Linked DNA regions of Mus musculus: region 1 is linked to region 2. Evidence: chromatin contacts called from public Hi-C data. All regions are on one chromosome and are shown on one strand. Each heading gives the region's core, a stretch centred on a gene start, on an enhancer-like site or on the middle of the called end of the contact. The rest is flanking DNA. Distances are from core to core; before and after follow the strand shown. Region 1 overlaps Crispld2 (cysteine-rich secretory protein LCCL domain containing 2). Region 2 overlaps Usp10 (ubiquitin specific peptidase 10).

The links. A called contact is a pair of places that touch in the nucleus more often than the background predicts.
Region 1: a contact with region 2 is called in a Hi-C map of the G1E-ER4 cell line, with 2.6 times the contacts expected there. The contact joins two enhancer-like sites. A contact is called at or near these places in 6 of 484 Hi-C or Micro-C datasets (the G1E-ER4 cell line, cerebral cortex, mammary gland and 3 more), 3 of 115 datasets of contacts at active chromatin or transcription factors (VIP interneurons, epiblast stem cells and fibro-adipogenic progenitors) and 3 of 9 other capture datasets (adipose tissue, liver and pancreatic islet).

Annotation. Positions count from the first base shown.
Region 1 is chr8:120,023,997-120,031,456 of GRCm38.p6, forward strand. Crispld2 (cysteine-rich secretory protein LCCL domain containing 2) reads left to right here. Exons shown (of 15, transcript NM_001310635.1): 8 at 2,066-2,126; 9 at 4,801-4,867; 10 at 5,270-5,400; 11 at 6,389-6,432; 12 at 7,072-7,144. Among named protein-coding and RNA genes, the nearest start is that of Crispld2, 35 kb to the left of the region's middle. Within about 2 kb of position 2,350, at least 19 of the 459 cell types and tissues checked have an H3K27ac peak or open chromatin away from gene starts, as enhancers often do. A contact at or near this core is called in the G1E-ER4 cell line, where this site is marked.
Region 2 is chr8:119,941,161-119,947,975 of GRCm38.p6, forward strand. It overlaps Usp10 (ubiquitin specific peptidase 10), which reads left to right. Exons shown (of 14, transcript NM_009462.2): 4 at 1-978; 5 at 5,915-6,006; 6 at 6,541-6,650. Among named protein-coding and RNA genes, the nearest start is that of Usp10, 34 kb to the left of the region's middle. Within about 2 kb of position 5,306, at least 38 of the 459 cell types and tissues checked have an H3K27ac peak or open chromatin away from gene starts, as enhancers often do. A contact at or near this core is called in the G1E-ER4 cell line, where this site is marked.

The DNA of each region.
Region 1 (7,460 bases), core at 1,100-3,599, 80 kb after region 2:
AACTCTTCATCCTTGTTTTTCCACATCCAGTGAACCTAGTTTAATGTGGTGCTTATGACAGAACCCAGGGCTTCTTGCATGCTAGCCAGGCAAACTCTGTATCCACTGAGCTACTCTCCCCTGCCCCCCAAGGCAGCTGTTTTAATGTTAGATTTCCCTGGGGCTTTCAAAGGGACTCTGGGAGGAAGCTGGGTTTCTCTGGGATATACTAGCCGCTGGGAAATCAGAACACAACACATCCAGGCTGGTTCTGGGATGGTCCACGCATCCTTTCCCAGATTCTGTCTCTCTCAGATCAGCCCCTTGCTCCGCTCTGTAAGGCATCATTTGCTTATCCATACAAGAAGGGTGACAACACCCATAGCTACAACAGGCTGACAGCAAAGATGGCTCATAGCACTGTGAGTGCAGCACACAGAGTCAGCGGATAGCTCCCTTCACATTGAGACCAGTGCGGACTGCTTCCAGTCCCCACCCTTTGGGTGGATATTTGGGATCTCCATAGACTTCTGGAAATCCCGAAATATGAATGGTTCCAAACTTACCTCTCTGCCCCTGGACATCTCACCTCCCAATGCTTATTGCGTCCCTGCCCAGCTAGCCCTCAGCTGCTGTCTGGTTGGTATGTAGGAACTGGGTAAACAGCCACCTTGGCCGAGGGATAGGCTGATGAGGTGCCTCTTACAGCCGGGCCACTGGGCGTGCCGAATGTCTGGGGTTCCCTGTCTCTGAGCATTAGAGGGTACAACAGTGGTCCCGCCAGAGAGAGGTGTGTCCACTCTTCTAAGATACCCCATAGTTCTTTCCCGGCACGAGGCTCTTTTGGCTTTCAAACATGTCATACAAACTACGGTGACTGAATAGCCAGGAAGTATGCTGGTGCCCCGATTGTTCCGACAGGACCAGTTTTAATACTGTACAATGACAATCTTGTTCATCTCTTTTTTTAGATTTGTTTTGACTATTTTCAATTCTGTGTAAGCCTGCCTGTGGATAGGGTGCATCAGCGCAGTGGTCCACAGAGGAGGTCAGAGCCCATGGAGCTGGAATTACAGACTGTCTGACCACGGGCACTGGGAGCTGAGCAGTCCTCGGCAAGAGCAGTGTGGGCTTGTAACCGCTGGGTCGTCTGTAGGCCCCTTGGTAGTTTTCCCTTAAGCAACACTGCTCCCAAGTCCCCAAGAAGTCTTTATAAAACAGACGGCTGTGGAAATGTTGGCAAAACTCATATTGGTTGTGAGAAACAGTGTGGGTCAGAATAGCCAGGATCCCTGTGTCCAGGCTAGAACGAGGGCTCTCGCAAACCCCGCTGCCTTTAAATTTACCCTCTCACATCTAGCCTTTATAGACATCCCAACCCTGTGTATAGTTAGCCTACCACAAGCCACACCCCTTGTACAGCCCACCCCTTGGTAAGCTTTACCTTCCTAGACCCAAGTGGGGCTGTGGGTACTGACTGTGTGTCAGCTAACATTCATGGTCACATGTTTTTGTTTTTTTGTTTTTTTAATTTAATGCCCACAAGAACCTTTTGAGATGGGCACTGCCCCCATTTGTTTTGCATGAGGGTGGTGGTTGGATACCAGTAGGAAATAACTTATGCAATGCCACAGCCACCTCTGGTAAGTGGTAAGTCTGGAGCTGGGCATGGTCATGGAGATCTGTCATCCCAGCATTCTGGAGGCAGAGGCAGGAGGATCTCAAGTGAGTCCAGCCTGGGCTAAGAGTGAAAACGTGTCTTAAAAATTACTAGACGCTGGGCGGTTCATGATTTTAATCCCAGCACTTGGGAGGCAGAGGCAGGCAGATTTCTGAGTTCCAGGCCAGCCTGGTCTACAGAGTGAGTTCCAGGACAGCCAGGGCTACACAGAGAAACTCTGTATCAACAAACAAAGGAAAAAAGAAAATCAATTCCAGGTCTGTTGTTCCAGCTGTAGCCAGCAGCCGCTGCTGCACTTGCTCTTGTGGCCTGGATTCCAGAACATTCCAGAATGTCCCTGGGAATGGGGGAGGGGTCTTCTAACCCTCTTGGCCTCATGGTCCCATTCCCCCGTGTCTCTCCTAGCCCAAGTGGTCCACTGTGACACCAAGATGAAGGACTCATGCAAAGGATCCACGTGTAACAGGTGAGGACCCAGCGGGGCTGGGCTGGGCTGGGCTAGCTGCCCTTGGGACCCTCTTGAGGTATATGTCAGTCACATGATCTGCTAAAGCCCTGCTTCCTACTCTACCCTGAGCCTCTTAGAACCACAGGGGTGGGGGGCAATAGCACTCATACAGTTAGCACAATGTATACCAGATTGAGCTAGAAGCTTCCATGTCTGACATGTGCTGATTAGATTAACCGCGATACTTGTCTGTCCCCCGGAACTGTTACATCTTGCTATCTCCCAACCGTGACATCCTCTGTCACCCCTGACCACTGCCTCCCATTGAGCACTTGACTGACGAATGATCCATCTCTGTCACATGTCACCTCTCACTCCTGGGGTGCATGAGACATTGAGATAAGACACCCCATATATTATGGGATATTGAGAAAGTCCCTTGATCTCTACCAAATGCCAGTGGGGGCAACTAAAACTGTCCCCAGGCTGTGGGCAGTGTATTCTGCCAGGCACATGTTACTGCCAAGTGCTTTGTCTCTGGTCCAGAGAGTGCTACAGCCTGCAAGGCCCCCATGGAGTATATTGTGGGAGTGACACACCTGAAAATGCTCTTATTGTAACCAGTGTATCTCAACCCTGATGGGTGCTGGCAAACCAGTTCTCATTCCAGTCCTGTGGCCCACCCATTAGCATGAGTCCTCCTCTTGGGGCTGGCGTCAAACTACCCGAGGTTTAGCCCAGAGCCTGGGGTCTCTGAGGATTTAACAGGATTCCCTCTCTAAACAGAACATGAGTTCTGAGCAGGGGTAGGGGGTGGGGGGGGGCTGGGGAGGTACACTTATCTGGGGGAGTGTTTAGAAGGTATCACTCAAGGTCTCTACCAAGGGACACTGGTACCATCTGAGCCTATCATGAACTGAGTGAGTTATTTGAAGCATCCTTTGGAAGGAGAAGGTGGCTATCCACATTACCCAACCGACCTGGATCCCAGTGTGTGGGAGAGCCCTTCACTCACACAGGAGTGACAGGAAACAGGGTAGCCAGGATGTGGCTGTCCCAAGAGCACACCCACCGGGTGCCCTGCACAGCAGTGGGGGACCTTTGCAGAACTGTCTTGTGAGAGGAAACCACTGAGCGATGGTGACACAAGCCAGATGTGGTGGAATGACCATGCCTAATAAACCCAGGGGGACATTCGCTGTCTGCATTGCATGAACTGAGCGTCAAGCAGGTACTCCCGGACCACATCTTTTGAGAGCTCTGGGGCTGTCTAGGCTCTCAGAAGATGTCATACATTGTCAGATGGCTCTCCCTGGGCAGCCAGAGGCCCAGGGTCTGTTTATAGAGGCTTCAGAGTCGTCCAGTCAGTCAGGGCAACTCAACCCAACACAACCTATGGCAGTCCAGCCTCACTATAAAAGAGACAGCCACCGGGCTTCCTTATAGCCTTCGACACCGGAAGGTATCTTATTCATTATTTCATTTAGAAAACAACAATCGATAAAAGAAAAAAAAAAAAACACAAACCCCACCAAGCCAGAGCCTCATCCACATGACGGGTGCCCTCTCTTCTTTATCCGTGTGCCTGAGGCTGATCCTGCTCATGGGCTCACTGGTCCTTCTCCATACTCCACCAGCGCTCCTCAGGCTCTGTTTATAGTAGCCATGTAACAAGCTGACATCTGGTGATGCAAAGCTACGTTTGGCTGTGGCTCTGTCACCTGCTGCCATCTGCCTAGTCTTTACAAGTCCCAGTACACTTGATGTGCAGTTGGAGTAGCTTGCTGACTTTTTCCTGGGCACGTACATATTTGGAGGGGAGGTTGGGGGCACGGGGTCTGTGACATGGACTTGAAGATTTTCCTATAGGTTAGTGTTTGGTCTGTGGTGAGCAGGGGGAATCATCATTCTATATTAACCTCATTAAATAACAACAACAACAATAACAACAAATCCTGGGTGGTAGAGATGGCTCAGTGTAGGCGAAGGCTTGTTGTGCAAGTATGTGAAACAGAGTTTAGGTCCCTAGCATCTTCGTAAAAGTTGAGTGAAGGTCTGTACCCCAGCACTGGGGAAACTGAGGAAACAGAAAAAGGTGGGTCCCGAGGATTTACTGGCCAGTTTGACTCACTAACCAATGGAGCCCCAGGTTCAAAGAGAGACTGGTCTCAAAAAAAAAAAAGGGTGTAGAGTAATCAAGGAAGATCTAATACTACACACACACACACACACACACACACACACACACACACACACACACTGGGCAATGTATGCCTGCCGTCCTAACACCAAGGAGACAGAAACGGGAGGATTGTCACAAATTCGAGGCTAGTCCCAACTACATAATTAGTTCCAGGTCTTACTAGGCCACAAAGTAAGACTCAGCCTCTAAACAAACAAATGGACTAGAGAGATGGCTCAGCAGCTAAGAACGGTTGCTGCTCTGTGTGAAGACCAGGGCTTGAATCCCAGCACTCACAGGGTGGTTCACAAATGCCCGTGTCTGCCTCTCCAAGGGATCTAACTAGCTCTTCTGGCATCTGCAGGCACCTACACCTCTATGTGCACACAGAAACACACATGGTGGTTCACAACAGAGAGGTCCATCAGTGACATGTTTCTCATCACTAGTGAGGAAGCGTGGCAATGTCACTGGGTGACCTCACCAACGAGCTTTTCATTTGCCCCTCAGGTACCAGTGCCCAGCAGGCTGTCTGAGCAACAAGGCGAAGGTCTTTGGCTCTCTGTTTTATGAAAGTGTAAGTATAGCCAGTGATTCTTTGCATCAGAGACAGGAAACCCCACCAGGTAGCCTAAAGTCAGTGGGACGTTTAGACATAGGTCTCTCCTTAGCTCAATCTGGAACGCCCGAACGGACCGCTCTGAATGGACTCAGGACTTCAAAGACACTAAAACCACTTCTGGGAACTGGTACCGAAAGTCTCTGCCGTTCAGGGGTCAGCATGCTCAGCTGGAAGGGCTTAAGCAGCCAGGATGAGTTCTTAAGCCATCCAGGAAAAGGATGTAGCTAAGGATAGCGGGGAATGGTCGGTGGGCTGTGTTTCGGTCCAAGTGTTTGGGTTTGGGTTGGCCGGGGACAAGTGCCTCAGATGGTCCTGGAAGAGGAACTCCACATTTGTGCTCTCTCTTCCACTCTGTAGTCTTCCAGCATATGCCGAGCTGCTATCCACTACGGTGTCATCGATGATCGAGGTGGCCTGGTGGATGTCACCAGGAATGGGATGGTACCCTTCTTTGTCAAGTCTCAGAAAAATGGCATGGAGTCCCTGAGGTACCTGTCCTCCGTGTGTGTGTGTGTGTGTGTGTGTGTCTGTGTGTGTGTGTGTCTGTGTGTCTGTGTGTGTCTGTGTGTGAGTGTGTTTTGGGAGGGTGATCCTTACTGTTTTCCTTTCTTTCTTAAGATTTATTTATTATTATATGTAAGTACACTGTAGCTGTCTTCAGACACACCAGAAGAGGGCATCAGATCTCATTACAGATGGTTGTGAGACACCCATATGATTGCTGGGATTTGAACTCAGGGCGTTCAGTAGAGCAGTCAGTGCTCTTAACTGCTGAGCCATCTCTCCAGCCCTATCACTGTTTTCTTATTGTAGAAGTGGTTTTGAGGGCTGGGGAGTTGGCTCAGTGGGTGAAGTGCTTGCCATGCAAACACAGGAACCCGTGTAAAAAGCCATGTGGGGCGTGTATTTGTAATCCTGGCACTGGGGAGGCAGAGACAAGAGAATGCCCAGAACTCCATGGGCAGCTAGCCTACTTGCTGAGTGCCAAGCGAATAAGAGACCCTGTTCCCAACGTCCTCCCCATGAAAATGTGGACGGTCTCTGAGGCCCATCTCTGACCCTCACACATATACGCACATGCTTGCACATGTGCCCACAAGCATACCCTCCCCCACCCCCACGTATTATTGAGACTTTGGAAGCATCTAAGGAAACAGGAAAACAAAAGACAGCCAGTGTCCCACAGTTGACACTCGCCTGTGAGCCACAGCTGATCCAGTCCAGGGTCACCTAGGGTTGGGCCAGCCACATCTTAGGCATTTAAGATCCTTTATTCTGGCTAAAGCAGGATCACCACGAGTTTGAGGCTAGCCTGTGCTACAGTGCATTCTAGCCCTGCCGGAAACCAAAAAAAAAAAAAAGTATTGTTCTAAGAAGGGGTCTGAGGGCCTCCCTAGGCTGCAGTTTCAAGCAGGGCAGTGTGAGGTGTGGCCTGCTTGGAACCTAGTATGTACTGATTCGTGTTTTCTTTTCCAGCAAATACAAGCCGTCTAGCTCCTTCACTGTGTCAAAAGTGACAGGTAAGCCGGCCAGGCCCCGAGGGAACTGAAAGGTGTGTGAGCCTGGGATTGCCCCAGAAATAAATTCCCCTTCCTTGGGTCCCTTGCTTTATAGTTACCATTTCAGCCTGAGGCACTGTTCCCAGAAAGGCTCTGTGAGGGGGAGTCCTAAAGGTCACCTCTCTCACTGGTTTCTAAGTACATCTGGATCTGAACTTGGCTGCACATGGCTGAGTCAGAGACACAGGATCATGGCTGCCATCTGAATACCACAGACATGGTCTGTGTCTTCTCTTTAAAGGCCTTGATGGGCGGAGTCACTGTCCTGGCAGGAATAGATGCCAGGGAGATCTAAAACGGAAGCAGGAGCCACTAGGGTCCCTCGGCTTCTCCACGTGTAGACGCAAAATCACACCTGGGGTGCTCAGAGGTGGCAGAGTAGGGGACAGGTTTCAAAAGCAAGAATCAGTGTTCAAAGGGAGCGGGTGAGAATCCCACGGAGAGAGAGACCAAGGGAGATGTACGTGCCTGTAGACACACTGGGCTGTGGGGCTGTCTGCGCTCCACTGGTTTGTGAGTGTAGGCACACAGCTGGAACACAGCCTGTCCACAGCCCTGTGAGCTATGGCCTGACGCTTTCTCTCTGTCTCCTGTCCTTAGAGACGGCCGTGGACTGCCACGCCACGGTCGCACAGCTGTGCCCCTTCGAGAAGCCGGCCACCCACTGCCCGAGGTAAGAGAGACTGAGACTTTTTTCCTGTGGTGTCATCTTCTTGTGGGCCTGCCTGGGATCTGGCTCTGTCTGTGCAGGCATGAGCAGAAGGCTCTGTGCTGAGCTGTACCCAAAAGTCAGGTTTTTTTACACTAAGCTGGAGACATCTAATTCCCATCTTAAGTCCCTCTACCCCAGATGAGTGGCAGGCTAAGATCATTACCCGGGACCCTCTGCAGACACCAGAGCTTCAGGGGAGAGGGCCTCCCTACATGGGAGCTTCCCTACCCCAGCTTTCAGGAAAGTAAGAGGAAGCAAGCGTCTCCTATTTGAGCCT
Region 2 (6,815 bases), core at 4,056-6,555:
CTAGTGAGGGGCTGCCGCCAACTCCTAGCTACAGTATTTCAAGCACCTTGAACCCCCAGGCACCCGAATTTATCCTTGGTTGTACGACTTCTAAAAAGATCCCTGAAGCCGTTGAAAAAGATGAGACCTACAGCTCCATTGACCAGTACCCCGCCTCGGCCTTGGCTCTGGAAAGCAACTCTAACGCAGAGGCTGAGACCCTGGAGAACGACAGTGGTGCCGGCGGCCTTGGTCAGAGGGAACGGAAAAAGAAGAAGAAGCGGCCCCCTGGGTACTACAGTTATTTGAAAGATGGCGGTGAGGACAGTGCTTCCCCAGCCACCCTGGTCAACGGCCATGCCACCTCAGTGGGCACGAGCGGCGAGGCTGTGGAGGACGCCGAGTTCATGGACGTGCTTCCTCCAGTCATGCCCAGGACTTGTGACAGCCCTCAGAATCCTGTGGACTTCATCAGTGGCCCTGTCCCTGACAGTCCGTTCCCCAGGACACTAGGAGGCGATGCCAGGACTGCAGGGCTGTGTGAGGGCTGCCATGAAGCTGACTTTGAGCAGCCCTGCCTCCCTGCAGACAGCCTGCTAAGGACAGCTGGGACGCAGCCCTACGTTGGCACCGATACTACTGAGAACTTCGCAGTTGCTAATGGGAAAATACTTGAATCCCCGGGCGAGGACACTGCTGCCAACGGGGCAGAACTGCACACCGACGAGGGTGCAGACCTGGACCCTGCGAAGCCGGAGAGCCAGTCACCTCCTGCCGAAAGTGCGCTCTCTGCCTCTGGCGCCATCCCCATTAGCCAGCCTGCAAAGTCCTGGGCTAGTCTCTTTCATGATTCTAAGCCCTCTGCCTCCTCACCCATGGCGTATGTGGAAACTAAGTGTTCCCCCCCTGTCCCATCCCCCCTGGCCTCTGAAAAACAGATGGAAGTCAAAGAAGGGCTTGTTCCAGTGTCAGAGGATCCTGTAGCCATAAAGATTGCAGGTACAGTTAAAGGACAGGCTGAGTGGGCCTGGGAGCCGGCTGTTGGTACCCAGTGGTGGTAGCCGACCGGTGTGCAAACAGTAGTAAAGGACTTGTATGTGTCAGTGTTATCCAGTAGTCAAACGGTGTGTGTAAGGAGGAAGATGGAGGGAGAGGGTGCCGTGCCTTTCTGTAAGCAGGGAAGACCCATGTCTGCTATGACTGTTGTGACAAACTCCATGTCCATTCCTCGGTGCCATTACTGTTGTCATGTACGGCACACATGCCCTGTGCTGTAGCTAGGGTGTCCATCAGGTCTAGTGAGCCTTCTCAGCTCACACTCACGGTGTACGCTCTTTCTATATCTACAGAAGAAGGTACTCTAAAAATAATGCATCACCCCCCATCTTCCTTCCTTTAGTGACTTTGGGTTCAGTGATGGATTTCATTGAGAATCATAGCCACAGAGTAAGGGCAGAAGTCAGGCAGGCGCCGGATGTGTGGTGCAGAAGCAGGTCTTCAGGTCCCAGCTCCTGAGACAGCTGCAGCGGGCCCCTGGAGTGCTCAGCGTCCCTGCAGACATTAAGGCGTATCCTCTTGATGGTTGGGGTGACAAGTAGAGGAGTTTAATCACATTGGAAACACAGCCCTGTAATTCCAGAGCTCCGGAGGCAGAGGCAGGAAGAGCTGCAGTTTAAAGTCAGCCTGGCTTCAGTAGCAAGACCCTGTCTTAAAAGAAGCCAAAACAAAGATGGTAACGTTTTAGGCTGTATGTGATAATACTGTTCTGAATATTCTTAGTGTTCTAAGGTCTCTTCAAATGAGAAAATTGATGAAATTTTTATTTTTATTGTTTTAGGCTTCATATGTTGGTCTTTGATATAACATCTTATCATGTAGCCTAGGCTGGTCTTGTACTCGCTTCTAGCCCAGGCTGTATTCAAAGTGGATTTTTTTCCTGCTCTCACCTCCTGATGAGGTGCTGGGATCACAGGGTTCGCCGCTGTGCTCTGTGGGGGTCGTTATTTATTATTTTTGACTTTTATGTATATGGGTCTTTGCCTTCATGTATGTCCAGGCAACACTTGTTCCAGAAGATGCCAGAAGAAATCATCAAATTCCCTCCAACTAGAGTTGTAGTCTGTTGTAAACCCTTGTGTGGGTGCTGGAGATTTAACCCGGCTCTTCTGGAATAGTAGCTGGTACTGTTCAAGTAAAGTGGTTTTCTTCTCTACAGTACCCCACCAGTACCTTTTTCCTTTTTTTTTTTAATTAAAATTTTATTTTATTTTATGTGTGTTTTGCCTGCATGTGCGCCATGTGGGTGCTAGGAATTGACCCACATCTAGAAGAGCAACAAGTGCACTCACCTCGGAGCCACCTCTCCAGCCCATTTTTCTTTTCAGTTTCACTTTGTATCGCATGCCTTTCACAGACTGTAAAGTTTTACTGCCAGTCTCCCAGGGGCTGGGATTCTACATGCATTGCTCCACCCCTCCGCCTCCCGCCCGCCCACCCGCCCCATTTAATAGATATGGGTATATTTCTTCTACCATGCACTGGGTGCAGGACTGGGAGATGGCTCAGTACACGAGAGCCCTTGTTATGCAAGCCTGAGCATCTGCGTTTGATTCTCTGTCATACCTGTAAGAAAGCTCTGGCCTGTGACGCTGTCACTGGGCTCAGAGACAGGGAGATCCTAGGAGCTTGCTGGCAGCAACCTAAGCTAGAGGATGATCTCTGGCTTCTGTGCCAGCCGGAAAATCGTAACAGCACAAGGAGCACTAGTTTTAACCAGGCAGGTCTGAAGGATGGGAGACACTCACTCTGCTGTTTACTTCAGTCACTCAGTGCATATTGGCCCTTTGTGGGTAGTAAGCTCAAGATAGCGAGTGTGTAGCCCTGGCTGTCCTGGAACTCAATCTGTAGACCAGGCTGGCCTCAAATTCAGAGATCCTCCTGCCTCTGCCCCCTGAGTGCTGGGACTGAAGGTGTGCCCCACCACTGCTCACCTATATTGGCCATTTTTAGTAGGAGTAACTGAATCAGGAAATCAGTGGAAGGAAACTTGAGAACCATGGAACTGGCATACTGCTGACGGGAGAAGAATGTCTGCACCACTCTCGGGAGTAAGTGAGCAGCGAGGTGCTCAGGGCTGACTGCCCAGGGCTTGCCAAGAGGCAGCAGTCTGGGGGCAAAGGGCAGGGCATGGAGCTTCTCCTGAAGTATCAGCATAGAGACGCTAAGGTGCTGAGCCGTTTCTCCAGCCCCAAGAACAATGGAGTAATTTTTAGGGAAAGAAAAACCTAGGTCTCTCTTCTCTACCTGCCTGTAAAGAGTTACCCTGCACTTGAGAATTCTACCAGAAGGCAGCAGTTTGAGCACTGCTTGCAGCAGTTGTCTGTCCTGTCTGCTGCACTGTCTGTGTCCCAGGTCTGCTTGCGTGCAGGTTTTGAACAGACCACTGGGTGGCGCTAAGAGACAGGCTCACTATCTTGGAAAATGGAACCTGCTGGTTCTAGAAGAGGACCATGCAGAAATGAGCCTTGAACATGTGGTTTCCCAGTTGGGAAGGAGTTGATTAGAGCTGGCTTCAGATTGGATTGCATTCTCCTGTGTCACCTGTGGGAGCCCCCAGGCTGTTGAGGTCACTCTGGTCCACAGAGGTTTGTTCTAGGGCTTAGCGCAACCCGCTTACCCAATTCCCTTTTGAAAAGGAATTAGCTCTGTCACATGTGGTGCTGGGTTCTTTTTTACACTGATGCAGCACACCCACACCACTAGTCTTACGGTGTGTGTGTTTTCACGTATGTGTGAGTGGGTGTGCATGCTTGCCAAAGGCATCTCGTGGTGTCAGAGTCAGCTTTTAGGGAGCAAGGTCTTACTTTCACCTATCTTGTCTTTAAAGCAGTGTCTTTTGTTTCTGCCACTTCACTGCATACTGTACCCAGGTCAGGTACCCACAAATTTGGGGAGATTCTCGCCTTAGCCTGCAGTCTCTCTGTAGCCCTGGAACTAACTTGCTGTGTAGTGATCATGAACTCCTGATGCCCACCGTTGCCTCCGAAGTGCCGGGATTACAGGCAAGCGTCATCACATAGGTCTCTCATTTTTTAAAAATGTGGCCCAGTCAGTGCCCGTGCCAAAGCAGGTGTGAATATCATGGTACCCCACCCCTTCCGACCTTCAACTGACGCAAGAAGGCTTTGCCTTCACTAGGAAAACAGAATTTTCTCCGCCCATGTGGCTCTAACTCCTGGGCCAGGCATCCCACTGAGCAGTGTACACTGGCTTCCACCTTCTTACCCAGATCTCTGGCTTGCTTCTTCATATTGATACCATTAGTCTGCACCCTGAACCTGAAGGTTGTGCGTGACCGTGGGAGTATTGGGACTGCAGCACGCTGATACCTATGTGTAAGTCGCCATTCAGTGTTCATACTTCCTGCTGTCCTTTATGTTACTCCGGATAGACAGACACCTTTCCCCCACTGCCTATTTTCTGATGTCTGCGCCTCCAGTCATCTAGCTGTTCTCTTGGTATATCTGTAGGTGAAGCATACTCCCCAGACTCTTTTACAGTCTGTGGTGCTGTCCGGGACAGTGAGCCCTTCATTACCTGTCTGAGCTGGCCTGGAGCGGGGCTAGTTGCAGGCTTGGGTGCACGCGGGATGCATTAGCTGTTCTTACAGAGGTCAGCCATGGTAGGAAGACCTAGCTTCTAATTCTGTAAAAGCTTGCCACACCGTTGATGGCTGCTGTAGAGCCTGTGGTGTTGCTTTGGGGTGTGTTTTTGTTTGAACACACAGGTTTGGAGGTTACTGTGATCATTGCTGTACTATGGATCCTTGTTTAGCCCAAGAACAGGTGGCAGAAGGCAGTGGGAGGGGGAAAGAGGGCGTCCCGCCTTACATAATATTTAAAAACATTTCTTCCTTAGACTTATTTGTTCCTTCTGTGCTTGCAAGCATGTTTGTGTGTATGTACAAGTGTGTGTGCTTGTGAGGTCAGGCTGTGGAAGTTGGTTGTGTTTCTACCACAAGGGGCTGTGAACTCAGATCATCAGGCCTGGCAGCAAGTGCTAGGAACGGCTGAGCCCACCAGGTAGACCCACAGTTGTATCTGGCTCAGTGCTGTGACTTCAGTTTTCTCATCTGTAAGAGGAGGTGTCAGAGTCCCTTTTTGGCAGAGTTATGACTATGCAGTTGAGTGTTACTGGACAGCTCCAGGACTGGTGGGAGCTGTCAGCATGCGTCTTCCTGTCTTAGATCTGCACACCTTTCACTAAGGGGCTGCTCTCAGTGGCTGTGTCTGGTGCTTCTCTGGAGCCTGTAATGGTTTAGTTTCTCAGATAAAGTGATCTATGGGAGCCACATCAAGCCACCCACTGTGCTTCCTCAGCTTACAGCTTTCTTAAAGCTGTAAAAAAGTGGTTTCCGGGGTGTCAGGAGAGAAGCCCCACCCACTTCTGAATGGAGTGAGGAGTTAGTGGACCAATGGCTGATCTCACTTCCATGATTGGCAGGAGCTGCTGCTGTCACTTAATACTCGGCCATTGAGCGCCCACTGTGGTCTGCCGGGTTTTCTGGGAGCCCGGTGGCACACTCCTGCCCCACAGTCCCTTTGAAGCTGGTATCCAGAGGACTTAGCAGCTGGTGAAGCATGCTGTCAGCCTTGGTGGGGATGCCAGTGTCTTCCACCTCCGCTCTCTGCTGCTAGCTATTGTGTCGGTGTCTCTGGCCATGGAGCGTCCTAGTGTAAACTGAGAGGATAACTGTAAATGTTGATGTTCAAGACAACTGCCCCCCACCCCTGCACCCCAACTTAGTAACAAAGCGGTGCTAAGTGAAGGCTTTCGGAGGACACGCTCTTCTGAAGGACTCTCAGCACTTCAGAAACGCCGTGCATGGATTCTGACTGCAATGTTAATGTCTTCATTTGCTTCTTCACTCTTGCAGAGTTATTGGAGACTGTAACCCTAATACATAAGCCAGTGTCATTGCAACCCCGTGGGCTGATCAATAAAGGAAACTGGTGCTACATTAATGCCGTATCCTTCCTGGCTGCCAACCCTGCGCCTGGCCACCATGCCCACTCTCCCGTCTGGGTGTGTTTGATTGCCGCAGCGTCCCCAGGGCTGCCGGCCTGCGCTCTGAGCACGGAGACTGGGCCATCACTCTGCCTGCCTCATGGTCGGTGGTACTCTGGAGCCTCTCCGCCCTCTGTCCGAGGATTGATCTGTTGGCTTATGAAGGGTAGAGTCGGGCATGTTCTATTCTCATTGGAGTGGTGGTAGACAGTAGGACAGAATGGCCGCGTAGAACTAGAGGCTTTGCTCTAACTAGTGGGAGTGTTTTGTTCAGCTAGCTAGGCTCTTGAGTGTCCTGCAGCCGGCCGACAGAGAGAGGATCCTTACATGGCCTTTACAAGGCAGCTGTCTTCTCATGTGGTTTACTCCTCTTTGTGTTTACATATCCACGTAGCTGAGTGTCCTTGGCTTATCTTTTTTTTTTTTTTACGTGCCTTTTAGAAAAGTTCCTCTGTGTCTGTTTCATTTCCTTTACACTTCCTTACCGACATTTAGACCCTGCAGGCATTGGTGGCTTGCCCTCCGATGTATCACCTGATGAAGTTCATTCCTCTGTACTCAAAAGTGCAGCGGCCTTGCACATCAACGCCCATGATAGATAGCTTGTAAGTAAAGCGCTCGCACACGTGCCAGTGGTCGGGGGCTCTCCCTGCGGTGATGGGAACGAGCGGTTTGGCCGAGCAGGTGCTCCCGGGGCTGACGCCAGCTCTCAGTTCTTGATTTGCTACAGACGAGTGCTCCACCATCTCCCCCGCCCTGCTCTTAAGTTC